2 separate regions of the Mus musculus genome follow, and region 1 is linked to region 2. The links are chromatin contacts, called in public Hi-C maps. All regions are on one chromosome and are shown on one strand. The core of a region is the stretch at or near the end of the contact, and the rest is flanking DNA. Distances in the headings are between cores, read along the strand shown.

Region 1 (7,357 bases), core at 3,008-5,507, 430 kb before region 2:
TATTGGTTACTAAGATGCCTTCTAGGTGGTCACCATGGCAATCTCCAAAGATGAGAGCCCAGGGGGGAAGGATGAAAAAGAGAATTTTTGACTCTTTCCATTCAGGCCTTAGAGCTGCTGCTGAGAGTTTCCTAGTAGCCTTTAAATGGCTGCCCTACAAATTTGGGCTGCTACCATGTATGAACAGGTCGGGCAGCAGCAATGCCAAGGCCAGAAGTCATACCATTCCTGTCAGTGTCCTTGGGCTCCTCATGTATTATCTCCTGTGCCTCCTGAGGTTTTTCTCTGCCTCCAAGACTTCTCCACTCTTCATCTGTCTCCTCTGATGTGTGGTTGGGAACCTCATCTTCCGATCTTTATTTTGGTTTTGATAGGAAAAAATTAGGCTACATAATAATACCTTGCAAGGATTAAGTGCCGTGTTGGGTGTATCTCCTCTGAGAAAGGTATTCCTGGGAGTGTACCAATAAAATAAGTTTAGTTAGCTGAATCATGTTTTGCAGACATCGAAGTTCTCAATTTAGAAATCTCTGCAAAGGATGGAAACCTGACCAAAGTCGTCTCAGCCTCACACTGAGATTTTTCAGTAAAGGTTTAAGAAGCACATGTTTTTTTCATGAATTACAAAATAAAAATAATAAGAGAGAGAGAGAGAGAGAGAGAGAGAGAGAGAGAGAGAGAGAGAGAGAGAGAAGAAGAAGAAGAAGAAGAAGAAGAAGAAGAAGAAGAAGAAGATGATGATGATGATGATTTTGCTAATGCTACCTACTTTATTCTTGACATGATTCGGTTCCTTTAAATATAGCAATATAGTCAGTCCTGGTACACAGACTGATAATCCTTGCTACTTGGGAAGCGGAGGCAGGGGGATTGTTGAATTCAAGGACTACCTGAGTTACAGAGCAAAGGCTAGTCTAAGCAGCTCAGTTAAGATCTTGTCTCAAAATACCAAATTGAAAGAAGACTAAGAGTGGAGGTCAGTGGGAGAAATCTTTGGGAAGCATGCGGAAGGCCCTGAAATCCAGGTCCCAGCCCTCCCCCCAAATAAGTAACTAACTACATACATGAATAAGTAAACAGGTCAATAAATGGGTAATTATGAGTGTTATTGGTTCTTATCCTGGGATAGGCACAGTGCTAAGTTCATTGGCAAACATCGTTTCCTTGCATCCTCATCAAAACCTTTGAGGAATGGGGTATCTTTATTGTTATTGATAGAGTTTTGAGACTGAGATTCAAGTAGGTAATCTGTTAAATTCGAGACTGTATAGCTGTTAAAAGATGAACTTGGAACTTGATCTCTTGGAGGCCGGATCCCAAGGCCTTGATTATAAAACCTCCCAAGAGTCCAGCTTTCCTGATAGGATAAAATAGTTTACCTTCATTAATTTTTTTTTGTGACTTCTTCAACATATGAGGTAGAGCCCACTGGTTCTGTGTTGGTGATGATATAGTTCCAGTTCCCTTTGTGATGGTGACTAAGGCTCTTTTCTTCGGCTCCTAAGCTCACTTGGGTAGAGCTAATGAGAACGAGGTGATGAGGTCCAGCCCCCATTGGCGTCTGTTCACTGGACTGAGATTCAAGGCCACGAAATTAACCTTTCACCTTAGCCAGCTGCCTCTCAAACACGTGCTGCTGCTAATCAGAGAGAATAAGGAGGGTATTGTAGCTAAAATGCTATAGCCCCCCAAGACCTTGACCAGCGGTTCAATGACATTAACTTTCCAAATCAAAACTAGTCATTATTGCCATTCAAATAAATAACTTTAAATGCCATCTACTTGGTGTGTGTGTGTTTGTGTGTGTGTGTTTATTTGTTTGTGTGAAAGGAGAGAGCATTGTCAAGTGAGTTTGTAAGTTCGACTTTTCTTTACCACAAGCCTTTTCTGAGTGTTAATATAATGTCTGTTGTATATCTGCTAGAAGGGTGTGTATAGTGTAGTAGCGTTTTTCAGAATTAATTTGACCCGAGGACCATCTTCCTTCACTACAACCCTTAGAAACATACTTTAAAAACCGGTGATCATGATGCATCCCTTTAATCCGAGAGCTCAGGAGGCAGAGAGCTCTGTGAGTTCAAGGCCATCCAGGTCTACAGAGTGAGTTCCAGAACAGCCAGGGATTTGCAGAGAGATCCTATTTCTAAAAGCCAAGGAAAGGACAGGACAGGACAGGACAGGACAGGACAGGACAGGAATGGAGCATACTGTATTTAGTGTGCCATTATACCTCAGTACTGATTCCAAGAGCTCCAGACTTTTCCACGATACCCAATCCAAGGATGCCCAAATTCTTTTTTACATAATGGCATAAGTATTTGCATATCACCATATGATCACTCATATATTTTAAATAATCTCAATCTGAATTTTATTATGCAAAAAAACCCAATGGTGATGTTCTGCATATTAATAGCTATTTAGAAAGCAATGACAAGCAAACAAACAACAACAGCAAAAGCCCCAAACTATATTTGGCAGCCATGATTTTCATTCTACACTGGATAATTCAGTCCCAAATCTGCAAATGTGGATGCGCAACTGTATTTGCTTTGTTCTAGTCTCATTGACTATCTGTGGTAGAGGTGTCTTTCACACTGGGGGAAAGTTATAAAGTTCAAATTTCTGTTATGTGTGTGTATCTTCTTCCTACAGCTTCTATCTTTACCACCTACGTGCTTCGTCATCTCTTGTTTAATTTTTTCTTTTTTTGTCTGCCCTAAGTTTTAGGCAGAATCCTATGGCTGGCCACAGTACACTTGCCAAGATTCTAAGATAAAGATACTTGCAGGGACTAGAACCCAGGTCTCCAAGCTCGGGCCCATTTCTCTTTCTGGCAGCCTTTGCTGCCTCCCAGTGGACAGAGCCCTTTCTGGGAGCAGGAATCTTGATTTGATTGTTCTCTGGAAGCCCTGTGCTAGGTGAGCTGTAATCACTTCCTGTCGTTGCTGTCCATTTATAAAGTGACCTTGTCTTAACTCTTTGAGAAAGATTAAACACCCCTCCCCCATAAATAGAGTCGAGCACATTATTAACCAACATTTAAAAGCACTACTTATGGGTTCTAAGAACAGACTGTAAAGTTGACTGTTCTAGAGACAGTAATCCCGTTGCTGGCAGGAGAAACCCTACGGGCTGAGTAGGTTCATGTGCTTCAACCTTGAAAAGAACTGTGTCCGGCCTTACCGCCTTACTGCGCATTTTTTCCCTCTCTCGTTTCTCTTTCGTTCTATAGGTCTAGTGCCGAATCTGATGATCTTATAATTTGGAAAAAGAAATGTAAGAGTGGGAGATAAATCTTCACTTTCTCTTTTCTCAAAAAAATTATACCCAAGTGAACAATCTTTACGCTCTCTCCTGCAGTACTACTTAGATGCTGCTCCAAAGAACAGTAGGGCTGCCAAATTCAGCTGGGGTTTTTAACTAAGCTCTGCTTCGGTGATCCTCTCCGTTGCCTGAAGAATTCATTATAAGGAAATAAACACATTAACAACTCTTTGGTCTTTTACATCTCTAATATTTATAAAGTGCCGAAGTCTGCTGAGGAGAGAGCAGGTGGTTCCCACCCGTCAGCTGAATAGGTGTTTGGTTATGTTACAAAACGAGGTGCCCCGATTAGCCTTGACTATAGATTGTATTGTCCTTCATCCATATCGAAAGCTACCTAGTTATGAATATTGAATGGCCTGGCTTTTAACACAAGGCACTTACCTTTTAATTGGCCATTGGTTTGTCTTTAGCTCCTAGATATCTCCACTGAGATTCAGATGGAGAGGTACCGAGCAGGATGGAGGGTAGGTAAAGGGTAAAATGACCAGGCATAATTAAATGGAAGCTGGCTAAGTTAGGGGTAGGCCAGAGCTAGAGAAAGAGGTGGATCCCTGGCACTCTGCATAGCTTTTGGTCTTACCGCCAGACTGTGCTTGGTACTGACCTCCCCCCAAAGCACGTTTTAACTCTCTCCCTGGCTTCGTACATATGCACACGTGTTGACTTCTAGCGGCCCAATCACCATCATGACTCCCGTGTTCCCAAACCCAGAGCCAAACAGCAGGCGGGGGCTTGGGGCTCTCACTGCACAAACTTGGCAGGGAGAAAACGACTGTTAAGTGAGAGCTAATTGGAAGCTGCCTGAACTGTACTCTCTCAGAGCTATTTACAATATCTTTTGGGCAGCAGCTTACTGGTTATTCGGCTCTTGGGGGAGTGAGTGTGGAGAATCAGAGGACAGTGTTCCAGGCGACAAGGCGGTGGCAGTTTGTGAGGCTCCTGACACATGGACTGTATTCAGTGTTCATCCTTGGTATGAATTCTCGGCTCTCCCTTTTGTGGAAAGAACAGGTCACTTCCTGTGTATGACACATCCCTTCCTATTCTCATGTAAGCCATGCCCTCCCTCTGGAGAGGCACTTAGGTGCCCATTCTTGGCCCATGTCATTCCTATAAGCAAAAGGACTACTGGAAGCTGTTCTATGGATATGATAGCTGTTCTGTGTTAAAACAAAACCAAACATTCTTACCTGGGATCCCAAAGTAGGGCAAGGGAGTTTTCTCAATTGGAAAAGTCATATTGTTGGGACCTGGGATGCCTCTGTGAGAGCTCTGTAGCACTGGGGCTGTTTGGCTTGTTCTGTGTTCGAATCTTTCCCTCCTACTCCACAGACATTGGTTTTAAGCTTCCCCCCATGCATCCATTTATAAGTGACAAGCCTCTCCCCTTCTTTCTTGAGTCAGGTTCTCACTGTATACCCTTGACTGGCCTGGAACTCATTATGTAGACTAGGCTGGCCTTGAACTCAGAAAGAAATATCCATCATCTCCTGTATTATCTGAGTGCTGGGATTATAGGCAACAATCACCACATGTAGCCAGGTCATTTTATAAAACATACGTGTGTGTGTGTGTGTGTGCGTGTGCAGGTGTGTACATGCCACAGGACATATGGCATATGTGGAGATTCGTAGATAGCCTTTAGAAATCAATTCTCTCCTTCCATAGTGGGATCCAGGAATCAAATACAGATGGTCAGGTTGACATAGCAAGTACTTTGACCCACTGAGCTATTTTCCCACCAGCCTGCAGGTCACTTCAAAATTGTCCTGTTTAGCTGCCGCTCCCAATCCATGAGGTAGACTAAGATCATCTTCTCCATCAGTAATTGCATTCTGGATCATCTCCATCATCCTTCCGTGTGCTGGGTTCAGAGCAGGGCAGGATGAGGGTGGACAGCGGGGAGAGAGCAGTAGGCTCCAAACAAGTAAAGCTGGGCAGGTTGAACCACTACCATGACTCAGAGATGTAGGGCCACTTCTCCTTCTCAGCAAGATGAGAACCAGCCTTACAAAAAACCCAACTTAAATAGAATATCACTATCTGTTTACAGATGTTGAATTTGTGGCCATCGTTACAGGGACACTGTTAAAGTTTACTTTTTGTTTCATTTCTAAAGTCAGAGCTTGTGGAATAAGAAAACGCATTGTTGCCTTAGGCAAACAGCTGCATTGAACTCTTTCTAAAACACCCAGTGTAAAAAGCCACACTGCGCAGACCCACTGTGTTTATTTGAAGAGGGTGTCCCAGAGGTGCTGCTTTGAGGCTATTCTTTGTCAGGGTCGTTCTCCTGAGTTCTGAGTTTTGCATGCTTTCAAACACTAGGGCATTCCATCAATTTACAAGTAACCCTACTAACTAATTAGCCTTTTGTCTGTGTGACTTTGTATCCAGGCATCACTGTGGATTTATATTCATCTCTTCCTCCTGTCCCATTGCCTTGCCTACCAGCTTGAGTTAAAGAATTGCCTCTAAGTGCATCCCCGGAGCCTGGGTACAGAGTGAGATAATGAATGTATGATTACTTTTGTCATTACCAACTGAAGGTTTTGAGGTTCAATTTTTTTCCCGGTTTTTAATTTTTTTTTAAATATACCTTCTCCTTGTATTTTGCTTCTTCTTTCTTTTCTCCAGTGGGAAAAGAGCTAGCTTCTGAGAATCTATCTACGAGGAACTTCGTCTGTCTAACAGGGGTGAGAAAGCTTTGTAAGGGATCACTCAGGGGTGTTCCTTGGGACTGGGCTGTGGGTATAGCTTCTTGCAGGTTCTGCAGTAGGGGCTGAGCTACCCCATCCTTCAGACCATCTGAATGGAAATAATAGTGAAAAAAAGCCATATTTTTGGTGGCCATTCTGTTTCCTGCCACGATGAATCCATTCAGACTTCACCTCAGGCCTTGGGAGTTTTCTTTACTCCTTTGACACATAGGTGGAGAGCCATAGCTGACCAGAAAAGGTTCTGTGGTGCTGAAATATAAGAATTGTACTTGCGGTTCACAGAGGGCGTCTCCTGATTCTGCTAATAGGAAAGGCTCTTAAGGTGACACTTTCTGTCATTGTCCTCCATGTGCCCTAATAGTGAGAGATCAGTTTCTCCCACCCACTCTGATCCAGAGAAACAATTGCTTAGATTCATCCTCGCTGAAAATGAGCCCTGGTGGCATATCCTTACATTGTCAAGTCATAGACTGGATTCTTACCATTGGCCATTGGGACCATTCATTCAGATATTAAGTGAGCTGCATACTCTGGAAAACTTCCATTTAGGGGCCACCTAAGTTTACTAAGTCAGTCTTCTGTGATGTTTCTGGCCTTGATACTTGAGGGTGCACAGATTTTTTTCTTCCACTATGGACCTGGGAGGCAAGGCCAGCCTGGAAAGGACCCCCCAACAGGAGGAGACAACATATGAGGAAGTGCTAGACACCTGTGTCCAGTGGGATTTTTGCTGAAGTCATTCCAGGAGAGCCGCACACTTTTCTTCCTGTGCTGCTCTGTGAGTCCACTGGGTGCTTCCAACTATCTGTCTGAGATTCCAAGTCTCAGAGATTAGCCTAGAATAGCTGTGCTGAGCAAAACCGGTCAGATTGTAAACTCTCGAGTTCTCAGTTGATCCTCTCACATAGGCAGACTAGGAGTAGCATCTTCTTGCTTGTTTCTGGAGCTGCTCTTGTATGCCCTCAACCTATGCAGACTAGGAGTAGCATCTTCTTGCTTGTTTCTGGAGCTGCTCTTGTATGCCCTCAACCTATAACTGTGACTCTATACAGTAGGACTTAGCACTTCCTTGTTGAGGGTGAAATAAAGACAACAGTGTGCTTGTGCAATAAAGTCATCTCTCCTGACTTCTTCAAATTCCCCACCCGTTGGCCAAACCAAACACTTTCTTTTCTTCTTGCCCTGGGAATCCTATCAAGCACAGTTAGAAACCTTTCTGTGAATTGGGAAATGTAGTCTTAGGTGGCAATTTGAAACCGCACCCTTCAGTCCACATGCCTGGTGGATGCTCACTGGCATCTGACATGGTA
Region 2 (7,274 bases), core at 2,346-4,845:
CAGCATGCTCTAGAGATCCACCTGTTCCATCTTCCCAGTGCTGGGATCGCAAGTGTGTTCCAGGATATGTGGCTCATTTATGTGGGTACTGGGGGTTCTTGTGAATGAAGCCAGCCCCTCATGCTTACAAGCACTTCACAGACTCAGCTATCTCACAAAACTGAAAGGAGAAAATATTATTTTAACTTGAACTTATGTAGCAATATTTTTATAATCAGGCCAGACTCTCGCAGAATGTCTCTGGTTTGCAAGAAAGGGTTGGGACTTGTCCACGTATATGTTCATCAGATCTAGTCTTATTGGACTTCCTGGGAGCTAGGGAGTTTACGCTTGCTTACCTTTAGCTGCAAAAGGCCACTATGAGCTTGGAATTCATTGGCCATGGGATGGCAATTGAAAGTTAATAAGCATCCGAGGCTCATATTCTTAAACTTCAAGAGCTTTCCAAAGCACATTTTCAGTATTTGTCCATCCACTGTTGCACATCTAGGCTTCAGATCTGTGCTAACCAGCAAGTGCTGCCTAACATGTCTAAGAATGTATGTACCACAAAGGATTGAAGACAGTGGAGCCATGAGTTGCATGTGTCACATGTCTAGTACACAATGGAGATTTCAAAACATATTGCAAGAATGAGCATCCCTCAGGAGATTAGGACTGATTGAGAAGCCAGGACTCCTCGTTGCTCATGCTGAAGGACAGGAGAGGGGGGAGGGGTGGGAGAAGGGGAGGAGGAGGATAGGGAAGATGGGAGAGAGGGAGGAAGGGGAGGGAGAGGGGGAGGGAGAGGGAGGGGAGGGGGAGAGGTCCCTGTGCTCAGAGGCCAAAGTCAAGTGGAGACTTAAGGGTTCTCCTTGTGCTGTGTTGTGCTATCAGTTATAAGGTTCCTGTTGAGTTAATTTCTCTGTTTAAAGCTCTCACCCTGTATTAATTAGCTGATAGAATCCTTATGGTGTGATGTGTGTTTAGGGCCATTGTAGAATGAACATTGTCACAGAAATCTGTTTTGTGGGACTTGTTAGCACGGATATTATTTAGCTAAATAGCACTCAATGATTCCTTCGGAGCCTGCTGCATCTGTTGGGCAATTCATTTTATAGTTGGGGACTTTAAATTTTCTATTTATTTTAACTTAGTCAACTGTAGTGACCTGTCTGTAGACCAGGGATGCTAATAGCTATCGTAGTTAATACTTCATTTATCACAGAGCAAAGAAAACCCTAGAGTAAAAAGTAATTTTATTCCATTTTTGAAGAGTCTTAAAAAATATATTATTTTTCAAACAAATTGCTTCAAGGGAAAGTAAGAATTTCAATTACATCAAATACCATATTCTTTTGAAAAGAACCTGTTAGAGTAGGGCAGCTGAGAGTTGACATGAATTTGTTTGCGCACATCAGTTTGTGCACCCGGGAACAAGGGGAACTTGGGTTCAGAAAGGTCCATCCAATGCGTTCTACAGCAGTCAAGTCAGCCTGACTAGCTGATCAAGGGTTTAGCTTTGCTGCAGGCAATGCCACAGAATGTCAGGGAAGAAGTCCCCAGCATCTCAGGGCTAGGCGCTAGTGCTGGCAGCCCTGTGATGGCAGCAGCAATGCTCTCATGGGCCGCACAGGCTGCTTGTGAAGTGCAAATATTCCAGTGTTGACAGATGGGGCTGGGAAGGAGTGGTTTCTTTAGTAATTCTGCATTCCCATGGAATGTTCTGGCAACCGTGAAGAAGGGATTTGAATATGGCCCATGTTAGAACTTCACTCAGGTCAAATGATTTCCTAGACTCGGTTCTGTCTCATGTGCCCTTCAGGATGCAACTAAAACCTCTCCAGAAGAGAATGAACGTCGGGTACCATAGAAGCCATCAGTGGCTTCTGAACAGCCTTGGCACCCACGCCGTGCCTCCGTTTACACAGCTAATAGCCTTACATCCATTACAGGAAACAAGGGTCTCTTTCCGAAGCCTCTTTCCTGCTTTCCCTTTGTTAACCAATTCACCACAGTTGTGCCACTCAGAGTCCAGAAGCAAAGATAGAAATTGAATCAAGTTCCCATTTCTGCTGCCTACAAGTCCTGTGAGTTATTTAGCTTGTAAATGTATTCATTTGCAAAGTGACGATAATAGTATCTAATTTACGGGACTGTGATAAGGATTATGAGAGACAACGCAGATGAAATGCTTAGCTTAGCGAAGTGTTGCTGAGGAGAGCAGGTCCTTCCTCCACATGCTCTTATCCAACCTGCAGGAAAATACAGAGGCTTCAGGAGCAAGGCAAGGGTGCTCACTCTGCACAGCAGCTACTAAGTCTACTACTAGATACGTAAGAGGAATAGGAATAGCTGCAAATGTTCTTTAGAATGGGGCTTACAAGGTTTTCCCATAAAGGGCTGCATGGTAAATATTTTAGACTTGTACCTTTCTGGTCACTATGGCAACTAGTCGCCTTCCTCTCTGCAGCATGGACACAAGCACGAAACTATATACACAAGTAAGTATTACTATGGTCCCTTGAAACAATAGTTCTCAACCTGTGGGTCAGGACCCCCTCTGGAGACCAAATGATGCTTTCACAGGGGTGGTCTAAGACCATCTACATGCATATCAGATATTTACATTACGATCCACAACAGTAGCAAAATCACAGTTATGAAGTAGCAATGAAAATAATCTTCTGGTTGGGGGTCACCACAGCATGACTAACTGTATTTAAGGGGGTTGCAGCATTAGGAAGGTCGAGGACCACTGCAACATTGTGTACAATCCAGGTTGTCAGTTGTACTGGGCTTTGAAAACACCAGATCTAGGGTAGAAATACTTGTTTGAGAAAGGAAGGTCACAAGTTCAAGGTAACAAATACCAATTCACAACCCACACAGTGGAGTATTGGGTTGAGTTTATTCACAAAGAAAGGTTGGGACTTGAATCTTCAAAGGCCTTACTGATAAAAGACAAGTTCCAGACAGTAATAAAACATAATGCAATAGCTACGATCCACCATGCAGAGGAGAGAAGAGGAAAATTAAAATTGTTTTTTTTTTTTAAAAAAAAACACAATATGCACAGGAAAAAATGGTCGACATCACAGAGAATTTATTTGGTGAGCTATCGATTCTGGTTCTTTGGCAAGCATGTTTTAAAAGTCTTAGAGAAGTTTGAACTCACCATGAGAATTGGAAATGTTAGCAACATCAAAAACCAACACCTCTACACACACACATAAATATTCAACTGATCTTCAAAGGAAATATGACCTTAGAAATCGCAGTCGGGTAAATTCCAGCTGCACCTCTGCTCAGAAACCTGCTTCTTTGAAAAGGAAGACGATCATATTTGAACGTGGCCCCTTTTCAAACTCTGTCAGGTATAAAGGCGGGAAACGATGACACAAAAGCTTAATTGGGTCTTTAAAAGTTAATCAATCAGCTAACTTGTTTTCAAAATAGCTCAGTTTTTAACGAGCTCAACTTTTTCTCCCTTGTCTGACAATCTAGGAACTTCATATGCAAATCTGATCAAGTCTCCTCCCAGATCCTTCAGTGGCTTCTCTCTGCTTTGACGTTCTTAGGATAAGACTCAGCACACCATCTGGCTTGCGTGGTTTTTCTTGGGTCCTCACCAACTTCCCACTAGCACATCGCTGGATCCTTCATCCGCCAGTGTTCCACTCTCCTCCAGGTTGCCGGACTCACAGAGCCACCTCTTCCCCAAGCTAACCCCCCACTCCTCCCCATACACATATTCAGCTCACACACACACACACACACACACACACACACACACACACACACACCACAAACACATTCACACAGTCTTAGTCTACTTAACTTCCATATGCCCGGAGCCCCAGTCAACTGTCATCAGAGCTGTCTCCCGCCTCTGAGTTCTGATCATGGTTTGTCATCATACATTCATTAGGGTGATGGTTTAATTAATATCCGCCTCCCCCTCTGGGCTACAGGCCCCCCAAGGAGTAGGAAACACACAGCCTTCTAATGGCAGCAGGCTTAGCTCAGTGCCTGGAAGAGGCTTTAGAATAAAAAAGATATGATAGAGGGGTAATGGGAAAGCCATGGAACTAAAATACAACACCAGATGTGGTAGAAACAACGGATTGCTGAGGGATATTTGATATAGCGAGACACATTTTCAGAATACTCTTTTTCTTGTTTGTGTGAAGTTCTTAAAGGATGCTCTCGATTCAAATCAGAAACATTTTCCTGGGACAGACAGAAATGTTTTAGGTCTCGGGGACCATAGCACTTCTGTCAGATAGGGGCAGGCAGAAAATATGACAGGATTTGGAGACCAGAGTATTTTGGTCTTAGCTGCTTAATATCATTGTCATGGCATATTGTAGAAGCTAGATACAGTACAGAAATAAACCTGACCGTGTTCCAGTCAAACCAGGGTTTCTAATGTTCCTTACTGTTGATATCTGAGCCGAGTATTTTCTTTTCTTTGTTTTCCAAAGGATTTATTTATTTTATGTACATGAGTATACTGTCTCTGTCTTCAGACACACTGGAAGAAGACATCAGATCCCATGGTTGTGAGCTACCATGTGGTTGCTGGGAATTCAACTCAAGACATCTGGAAGAGCAGACAGTATGCTTTTAACCACTGAGCCACCTCTCCAGGTACCCCCTTTTAAAGATTTATTCATTTATTATTTATTCATTTTATGTATAAGTTCTCTATCTGCATGTATACCTACATGCCAAAAGAGAGCATCAGATCACATTTTAGATGGTTGTGAGCAACCATGTGTTTGCTGAGAATTGAACTCAGGACCTCTGGAAGAGCCTCAGTACTCTTGACCACTGAGCATTCCAACCTCTTCTCCTCTTCATATTTTCTTGTTTCAGGGCTGTTTTGCATATGGCTTCCGAAGCAGCACCCGCGGACTTGGCCCACTCAATGCCAATAGTGTCCTACCTATTTCATTATTGACAAATGTGTGTCAGAGTGCCCCCAGACATTGCCAAAAGCTCCTTGGAGATAAAGACATGGAAGCTACAACAAAGTGCAAAAACCTTACAAAAGCCAGTCAATTTCAAGCTGGTTTCAACCATGAGCTAGCTGGGTAGATCCTAGCCTGGGAGAAAAGAAAGAATGAGGGAGACACTTAGTGGTGTTCTATGTCTGTGGAAGCTGCTGATTACCTCTGGTCTCTAGCTTCTGTGGGTGGGGCTTCTTTGGCTACTTCCTATGTCTAAAGCAGGCAAACCTTTGGAATGGAACTGGTACAGTTCTTGGGGAACAGCAGGGGCTGATGGTTTTAGATTATGAAATGACCTTCCTTTAGCAAAGGAGGCTTGAGCCATGCATAATCAATCCCTGGCCTCCGCACATCCTTGTAATCCTGCAATTAACCTGCTCTAAGCAAAGTGTGCAGTGTGAAGCATCGCAACAGATGAAATTAGAAAATAAAATAAAAGCAAATTTGGGTGTTTGTTTGTATAGTAAACATTTCAGCATCCACCACGATGAGCGGTCCACCTGGTCGTGAGCGGAGCCTCGAGCTTCCCAAGTATTTTGTCTCTGCCCTGGGCCTCTCTGCCTCCCCAGCCTGAGGAACCCAGGACCTTGAACCGTAGCTGCTTCTTCCCACTTTGCATCATGTTCCCAGTCTGTGCTTTTTACACAGCCTCCGTTTCTTCCAATAAACCTCAGAAACTGCTCTGCGCACTCATTTCACACTTATAAATGTGGATAGAAACCTAGGCGAGGAGCTGTGTGAGACACAAAAGAGACAGATTTCAATTGTGAGGGCTCCTTCCCTTGCCTGACCTCGGGCAGCTGAGGCCTCTACAGTATGTTAAGATCTGGAAGATGCTCTGAATAATAAAATGAAATAAAATAAAATAAAATAAAATAAAATAAAATAAAATAACTTTTCCAGGCTGGGAGACGACCCAGTTGCTAAAGTGCTTGCCCTAAAGGCATAGGGACCAGAGTTCGATTCTCAGAAGCATACACAGTTGGGCAGAGCAGAGGCATCAGACATGAGGAGTCCCTGGGGCTGGCGAGCTCAGCAGTGTTGGGGAATTGGCAAGCTTAGTGGGAGACCCTGCCTCAAAACTAAGGTGGAGACCAATACAACCATGAAAGTGAAGACCAAAAGCTTCCGAGCCAAAGTCTCTCGTGATCGAGAAAGTGGTGCAGAAAGACGTCCACAGTCACAAAAAAGAGAAGGGGTACATGTCACCCACTTTCTGGCAGCCCAAGGCAGGGCCACTCTGGATGTGGTCCAAATGCCCTTGGCAAGAGTATGTCCAGGAAAAACAAACTCGACCACTATGTCGTCATCCAGTTTCCCCTGACTGCCAAGTCAGCCATGTCAGACAAAGACAATGACACACTTTGTTCGTCATAGGTGCCAAGGCCAATAAGCCCCAGGCTGGGAAGAAATTCTATGTTGGAATAACCAGAATCAATCAGGCTGGCGGGGAGAAGAAGGCACAAGTCCGTCTGACTCCTGATTATGGTCCTCTAGCTATTGCCAACAAATCTGGGAGCACTTAAATGGAGTTCCAGCTCCACTGAAATCCAGTTAAATCCCGCGGATAATTCTTTACTTAAAAAAACAAAGGTTTATTTTAATTATGTGGTGTCCACCTGTTTACACAATTGATCACAGGCACTCACAGAGGCCAGAAGAGGGCACTAGATTCCTGGAGCTGGGGTCACAGGTGGTTGATAGCTGGGGATTGAACTTGGGTCCTCTGTATGAGCAGGATGCAATAGTAACCACTGAAGTTTCTTTCCAGCCCCAAAGATAGACTTGTAGTTAGAGGTGCTAGGGATTGAACCCAGGGCCCCATGCACTGAGCTACACTCCAAACAGCTATTGATCTTAACTACACATTATTCACCATGAAAACAAACAAAACAAGACATCAAAGGGAGTAACTGAGGAAGCTACTGGACATTAACCTCTGACCTACACACACACACACACACACACACACACACACGGAATACATATATACATGACCAAACACATATACACATACACAAAATAGTTTTGCTCTGATAAATAAATGAATAAAAGCATCAATGCAGTTTCTCTTGCTTGGCCCTTTCTCCATGTTAATATTAATGCTGTGTTTTACGCTGGGGAGAAGACAGTGCTGTTTGTCCCAGAGCCGGTAACGCTGGTATGGCAAACTTCAACACAGTGTGGAGTACAGCTTTAATTCTCATTCTTCAAAATTCTGCTCCTCAGATTTTTACCAAAGCTAAAGCAGTCATTTTCCCCGCGCAACTGGCCACGTCT

The links. A called contact is a pair of places that touch in the nucleus more often than the background predicts.
Region 1: a Hi-C map of cortical neurons shows a contact between it and region 2. The contact joins two enhancer-like sites. A contact is called at or near these places in 14 of 484 Hi-C or Micro-C datasets (the HL-1 cell line, cardiomyocytes, cortical neurons and 5 more), 4 of 115 datasets of contacts at active chromatin or transcription factors (astrocytes, embryonic basal ganglia and embryonic stem cells) and 1 of 9 other capture datasets (embryonic stem cells).

The regions. Positions count from the first base shown.
Region 1 is chr1:168,372,076-168,379,432 of GRCm38.p6, reverse strand. All of the region lies in intron 2 of Pbx1 (pre B cell leukemia homeobox 1), which reads left to right. Gm51671 (a long non-coding RNA gene) reads right to left here. Exons shown (of 2, transcript XR_003948152.1): 1 at 7,078-7,357; 2 at 1-7,014. Among named protein-coding and RNA genes, the nearest start is that of Gm51671, 30 kb to the right of the region's middle. Within about 2 kb of position 4,257, at least 30 of the 459 cell types and tissues checked have an H3K27ac peak or open chromatin away from gene starts, as enhancers often do. A contact at or near this core is called in cortical neurons and uterus, where this site is marked.
Region 2 is chr1:167,942,377-167,949,650 of GRCm38.p6, reverse strand. No RefSeq gene overlaps it. Among named protein-coding and RNA genes, the nearest start is that of Lmx1a, 260 kb to the right of the region's middle. Within about 2 kb of position 3,595, at least 13 of the 459 cell types and tissues checked have an H3K27ac peak or open chromatin away from gene starts, as enhancers often do. A contact at or near this core is called in cortical neurons and uterus, where this site is marked.